Linked DNA regions of Bombyx mori: region 1 is linked to region 2. A link is a contact called in public Hi-C data. All regions are on one chromosome and are shown on one strand. The core of a region is the stretch at or near the end of the contact, and the rest is flanking DNA. Distances in the headings are between cores, read along the strand shown.

Region 1 (3,598 bases), core at 579-3,078, 220 kb after region 2:
GAGTGGAACTGCTAAAGGCACCTGGAACATTGATTTTTTAAATACCATCTATACTAAGGGTTCCCAAACTTATTTTGTGTACTGCCCACTTTGAGAATAAATTATTTTTTAGTGCCCCCATTTTTTCACCTACTCAAAAACCACTATAGCGAGAGCTCAGTAGGTGTCTAAGAGTCCTCCTAGATGAAGTTACAAATCGCCTCCCAAGCTTCTACACAGTGCCCCCAATTTTTTTTTCTGGGTCCCTTACTGTCCCCCTTTAGGCCTGCAGCGCCCACAAGGGGGCATTATCACTCACTTTGGGAAAGGTTTTTTTTTCCTACCTAAGCTGAGAGGCTATTTCAGCAGTGAGAGGCTATTTCAGCGGATGGGAAAGGCTGATCTATAGCATCTATAGAATTTTTACAAAATTATTTTAACACATTATTGAAGACCAGTTGTGGTTGAGGCTTTTGCTCAGCAAAGGCAGGTTTAGCCACAGTCTCTATATTAAAATTCATAAGGATATGAAAAGGTACACATAGTGACTACAAAAGAGAAAGCCATCAATAGTCAAAAGGCTATTGCTTAACATTGGTAATAAAAACGCTGATTAACAGGCTAGCATTTGAAAATGTGTTAAATCTAAAATGGTTTTTCCGTTCAATTAGTAGACTGTTTCAATATTGTGAAACCCTAATAGCCTCTGATTATAATTGTTTTTACTGAAATTCAGCATTGTATATTGTATTTTAGAGTTCAGAAATATCAGTATAAAATTAACATTTTCAATGTTTTTTTTAATCGTAAAATTTAATTATATCACATTATAATTATATGTTGGGCTAGAATTGTTGCTCACCTCTGTGTTATACTTCAATAGTCGCAAATGTAATGCTAGTAATCTTCTTATCTGTATACTAGAGCCACTGTTGTGGAAGACCTTTTTCCATTGTTTTAACAACAATTGTGATATTGATACCTATATGAAACAAATTTAAGAATGTACAGTAACATCTACAATACTAGTTAATATTCTGATACTAGTTAAGATTCTGAAAGAACAGACTGCTAGTATATTTTGTCAATTTTATAATTTTTTTTAATAAAAATTTAGAACTTCAAACTTACCAATCTAGAAACATCAGCTTTGTCATCATAGAAGAAAAATATTTTTGCTAACAGTGCTGAGATTGTTGTTTGATCTTCTACATTAATTCTAGGAAACATATCATCAAATTGGTCCCTTTCTACTTGTTTACATTTTTTTCTGGTTAAGTAGCTTCTAAAATATGCTTGAATTTTTATAACACTGTTTAAACGTTTTCGGTGTTCCTAAAAATATAGTTGAATGATAATTATATCACCGAATCTACTTTGTACAGGGTGGTGTGGTGAACTATTAGTACAGGTTATTTACCTCTCGTTTTTGTCTTTGTAACTGTGTTTGTTGAATCAAAGAGTCTCTATCGGTCTTTCGTGCCGCGCTTGCACCTGCTAAATTTTGTTGGGGTTTTCGCCTAAAGTCTCCCTCGAATGAATACATGATGTTAAGAAATTTTCATAAATTCTGAAACAAATATACGCCGTGTAAACAACGATCAGCTGAAACTGAGAAGATTCAAATTCATGACAAACACAATTTACCAACCTTAGTTTGCAGGTCAGTCAGTAAATATATTTTGTTTATTGGTGATGAATCGCACATACATAGCAATCACAAAGACCAAATATTTTCATTCAGCAATCTAACAGGCAAATATATAATGCCACTGAATTAGACATTTTGGTAATTTTGTGTTTTGTAATTTCAGAACTCACTTTGTTTGACAGCTGACTGACATTTATCGAATCATCTTTGATTAACATCGATGAAAATTTTAATCGATTCCTTCATTCTTATTTCGCGAGTATAAACGTCCATGATGCAAAAAAAGCTTTATTACTGCTCTGTGCTCTTCAGTATTACTTTAGGTTTAAAGTATTGATGTGTATAAATAATAGTGGCTTACTTATTAATTAGCATTTGTGAAAGTAAAGTACTGTTTGGATAAATGAAACAAAATTGTCGGATCGTATTTTTCAGATTCTCTCAAAAAGTCTCCTGAAAAGTGAAATTTCATCAAAATCTTTTTTAATCTTAAAAAAACTTTATTAAGATCAGATTTATTTAATACCATCATCAATTTGATTTCATAGACCTTTATTTTGATTTCATTTTGCTTGTTACGTTCCATTTTTAGAATAATAACACATATTTTCCAATTAACTCTTTGCATGTTCTCTTTCATAGATAATAATTATCTTTGCCTGTGAACTTTAAAACTATAAACAAGACAAAAATATTTTGTAGTATTTTGTACATAGCATAGATTATACACTGGTACATAGGTAGTTACATACCCAGTGTGACCAGATTTAGCAGAATTCTGCGGTTTTAGCAGAATTCTGCGGTTTTAGCAGAATTAGACCCCCAATTTAAGGTTTAGCAGATTGTGTTGCAGATTTGAAAATAAGGAATTTTTCGCCTGAATCTCATAAAAACTTCACAGAATTGTAGCAGGATTTGACATCTAACTGTGTTTCACATTTATTCATTCGGGTAGTTGCGCTAAAAATATTTGAGGAATTTTACCTTTGTTAAAACAATGTCAGGTTTTTCTTCCAACACTGCCAGCACTCAAGCACATTTTAGGGGAATCCCCGTTAAATGTTTAGCTTTGAAGTTCTGTGTAGTGTTCAATGAACACTGTTTACATATTTCCTAAATAGTCGTCGACCATTGTCTCTCAGTTGTGTAATACTCGTAATTTGCAATTTTTTGATCCACAAAACGGTGTATATAAAGTTGACCAGAACTGTTTCTAAATTTCCTAATTTGGTTAAAGAATCTAACATACAAGCAATTGACTCCGAATATCAGGAGGTTAAATTAGACAAAACAGTGGCCAAACTATTAGAATCTGGAGGGAGTTCTAATCCCACACCTATGAGTTTGAACACAGAAATGTTTTGGGTCACATTAAAATTTCAGGCTGATAGAACTAAGAAGTATCCGCACTTGGTTGATTTTGCAAAGGCCACGATGACTTTGGCTATGTCTAATACAGCTTGTGAGAGCCTATTTTCTCAAATAAGCAACATAAAAAAGACTTGCTGAACAAATATAAAAATGAACATATTGCTGCAATTCTACATGTCAAACAGGCAGTTAAAGAGCAAGGTGGATGCGTTAATTTTACGCCATCTTAAAATATGGTAAAGGCAGCACAAAGCTCGACAGTTCTATATAAAACATGGACGCCACAAGAATTTTGAAGTTATAATTGGTTAATAAATATTTGAAATTGCCTTTTTTGTTCTTTTAAATCCTCATAAAAATGTTGACCTTATCTATTAGCAGAATTTTGAAATTATTTACAAAAATTAAGCAGATTTTAGCAGAATTTATACAAGTACTGGCATAATGTTCGATTTAAATCTGGTCACACTGTACATACCGTACCTACAATGTTTACATATTTTATTACATACAAAAAATATGTGTGTACATAGGTAAATATGTATGTACAGTCAAAACCCGAGTAAAATAAAATAGTTTAGGGAATGCAAATGCGTA
Region 2 (3,787 bases), core at 1,258-3,757:
ATATAATAGATAAGTATATACAATATAATACATATTATCAAGAATGATCACAAATTATGCAGTTACATTTTTTTCAGTTTTCCACTAGTTGTATACATAATTAAAACTATGTACTTCTACAGTATAATGTAGCATTTTTTTCAACATTATATTATTGGCAAAGTTTTAAATACACATATTCGTGGTCAACTAAAGTTATTTTATAACAACAAACGATAAACTGTTAAAATAATTTTGATTATTCTAAAGTTTGTTCATAGTGAAGACACAGTACACGGTAGAAACATGGTAAAACGTAATGGTTTTTAGTGTCGTTCAGTAATATTTTAATTAATAAATACAGACATAAATAATACTTTTACTACTAACAGCTAGTCCTGTAATTTCTTAACAACGGTGCACAAAATATATTTCTCAATTTCAATAGTCACAAAGAATGCGATGTCAGATCAAGGTTGTCTAACAGAATATAGGTATGTACATATCAGTATTTCTTTCCAAGGTTATTTTGTTGTATTAAGCATTTTTGCGAACTACATTTGTGTTTTTAGATCACGGCCATAATTCACTCATATTAAGGGATTATCGAAGCACATACAGAACACAATGTGAATACTAGCTCCCTGCATCTTAAGACATGAGGTCAAAAGCTTCCACCTACCACTGCTATAAAATTACAAATATTCAGTAAATACAGCTTAGATTTTGTATATTCTTTATATAATGACAAGTATAAGCTATGATAAATATGTGGATCTTCTCTTTCAATTATACAGAATTTGAATTTAGTTCACCGCATGAACCATGCATGCCTTTTCGGAACTAAGTGAAATTGTACACTTCTGTGTGCACACATATAGGTGTACTCAGCAAGAGATACCAAGGTTTGTCTTCAAATACTTCTTCTTTATGTAGTATTTGTTATCTTTAGACTAAAGTCAGTAAAGTTATTTTAAACTCAAAAAAGTACAAATCGCATATTTTTTTTAAATTCAAATAATTATGCCCAATTAATAATTATCCCCTACACCCCAGCAGAGGGTAATAGGAAAGCATGATGATGATGATGATGAATTATGGCCAAAATCGTGTTTATCGAAAATGTAAGCAAATTTTATTGCATGCACATATTTCATCATTTAAAGCATGACCTTTAAATGTATGATAATGAGTTAGACAGTAAACAAAAATGGTAAACTGCATCAAGGTGAATAATGAACTTGTATTTTTAATTATTTTAGAGTGAAATAATCTCAATGATCAAGGATTTTTTTGAAATTGAATTCATATGAAACTTTTTAAAGCAATTAATAAAGTGTCTCAAAGATTTTTTACTGCTTTTATTGTTGCACAACATGAATGCCACCACACACACATGAGGTCTATGTCTCAATTGTGTCGTAATTGCACAAATTGTAATTTGCTGCAAGTTTGATTTTTATTACACAATGTTATTCCTGCATGATGGAAATTATTAATACTCATGAATTAAGTACATAATTCATTAAAAGAAATGGTACCTGTTTGCACATTAAATGTGATTGTTTATTAGTTTTATCAATGTTTGTTTATAAGTAGAAATCTTTTTTATCAATTTAATCATTGGCATTATTGGTATTATTTATCAATGAAGTTGATTAAGATACTATGTTTACAAAGTATAAGAAATTGGAACTTTATTAAATGCTGTGGATTAGGAATGTGATTAGTTTGGTTAATTCGAGCTATGATGTCATGATGTCGTAAAAGCGAGGTCGCGCGCACTCGTCACACCGCACCCGCTAAGAAACGCCGACGATGACGTAAACTTTAAACTAAGGTTAGCCGGAAGAAGTTCCTCGTCTCATTTTATATACCTCAATAATTCCTAGATAAATGAGCAAATAACATTATTTCAACTCACCGCTTCTTCAGGTCGTCGTTCTCTTCGTACAATCTCTTCAAATCAATTTCAAGTTTAGCTTTCTCTCGAGATGTATCATCTAACAGTTTCCTGGCATCTTGGAGTTCATGCTCGTACATTCCTTTAATGTTGGAAACCTCGCGGGTGACCACCTCCTGTGTGGTTTGTATTTCACGACGTAATCCCGAATTCTCACTCTCCAACTGGCGTACTTTATCGATATAGGCAGCCAACCTGTCGTTGAGATTTTGTAATGCATCTTTCTCTTGCAAACGGCTTTGCCTGGTAGGACTAAGTGGACTGCTTGGACGACCGGCAGAACTAGAAGGGCGGCTTCCTACAGGAGTGCTAGATTGTAGCGGGCTTTGCTCTGATGACACAACACTAGCATTTGATGAAGATGTTACAGTTTTTCTTGTTTTTGTATACTTAGTGGGATACATTTTTGTCACAATAACAAACTTTGACACACAATAATGTATTTTCCACACGAAAGGCGAAAGAACTCCTTGCTCTTCTCAGTAAAACGCACGCAAACGATGAAACGAGCCAATCATGCCGCGATGAACCCAAGCTATTGTGGTCACGTGACCGTTGACTCATTTACAGTGTTACCAAAACATTTCTTATGGTCCCGTATGTCTTTGATTAATGGTTTCGAAGGTCGAAGAAAATATTATGTGAAAATTTCAGAAAATCAAAATAATAGACAGAGCTAGCATGTTAAGTGACTTATTAATTGTCTTTCTTATTCTGTAGTCTGACTTATTAAGTATTTAAAATTATTATTTAAAAAAAAACCTTAGTAAAACAGTTAAAACTTATTAATTTATTGTTGGACAGAGACAGGCAATTCATCCGGTATGAAATGGTTTTTTGTCTCTATTAACATCACAACGTGATTGGTGCTAAAAGGTTGAAATCTCAAGGGCTTAGTGTTTCAAACTTTTAACGTTGTCCTAGAAAGATTCTTATTGCCCGCTTAACTCATACTTTAGGACTAAGAACTTTTATTACGAAAAAGGAAAATAAAGTAAGAAAATTTTTGAATACAGAAAAAAACCATTAATTACCCCTCAAAAGTTTTTATCTACTAGGCTTTTCAAATCCCTACTAGTAGTGGTAAAATCATTAATATGGCAGCACTGAAAATTTGTATCGAAAAATGTACCGTACTTAAATAGTTTATTCAGTGGCCCTGTTTCTAGTCTTTTAAGTCATTTACTTAGTTCTTTCTACGAAAAGTAATTTGTACAATTGAATTAGGTACCTAATTGGATTTATCTAAAATTTGATAGAAATTAAATTGAATCCACTGAAGGTAGATCGGATTAATAGAAATAATTTCTCGATGAAATGTATGGAGTTTATTAAGAGTGCAGCACTGCAGTAGCAGTAAAAATATCTTGAAAAACAACATCGCGAAAAAATAATACTTCTTCTTCTATATCGTTCCCTCACTACTGAGGATCGCGACCACATGCGATGTACTTCCAATGCACCCGATCATGGGTGGCATGGACTGCATGGTACAAACTACCACCGAGTGCTTCTCTTGCTAGATCCGACCATCTGGCTGGTGTTCTGCCCACGGCGCGCTTGCCTTCTATTCGACCCGTAATTATGAGCTTCTCTAATTCATGTCTGGAAGACCGCATGATGTGTCCGAAGAAGCTCATAACACGTTCCCGGCAGACAGAAGAGAGCCTTTTTCGGATGTCTAGCTGCCTTAGAATGTAAAAAATAATACACAATTCCATTATTTCTTTTTTTTAAACTTTGGCCTTAGGACATCTTTTTCCTTTGCCTATAAATGACGAATCTATCTTCGCTAGAAGTATAGTGTTCTGTGGAGTCTATTCAGTGAAAATAAAACAACAAAAT

The links. Hi-C and Micro-C count contacts between places; a contact is called where the count stands out from the background.
Region 1: a Hi-C map of middle silk gland shows a contact between it and region 2, with 2.1 times the contacts expected there. The contact joins the promoter of LOC101742898 here to the promoter of LOC101743323 in region 2. A contact is called at or near these places in 2 of 7 Hi-C or Micro-C datasets (middle silk gland and posterior silk gland).

Annotation. Positions count from the first base shown.
Region 1 is chr5:13,505,961-13,509,558 of ASM3026992v2, forward strand. LOC101742898 (ubiquitin-protein ligase E3C) reads right to left here and starts at 1,829. Exons shown (of 21, transcript XM_004930018.5): 1 at 1,631-1,829; 2 at 1,400-1,549; 3 at 1,111-1,314; 4 at 842-961; 5 at 1-21. The coding sequence starts at 1,525. It overlaps LOC101735432 (leucine-rich repeat-containing protein 70), which reads left to right and starts at 3,457. Exons shown (of 9, transcript XM_062668758.1): 1 at 3,457-3,534.
Region 2 is chr5:13,280,637-13,284,423 of ASM3026992v2, forward strand. It overlaps LOC101743323 (lamin-C), which reads right to left and starts at 2,508. Exons shown (of 10, transcript XM_004930021.5): 1 at 1,904-2,508. The coding sequence starts at 2,346. It overlaps LOC101743187 (exosome RNA helicase MTR4), which reads left to right and starts at 3,360. Exons shown (of 18, transcript XM_004930020.3): 1 at 3,360-3,787.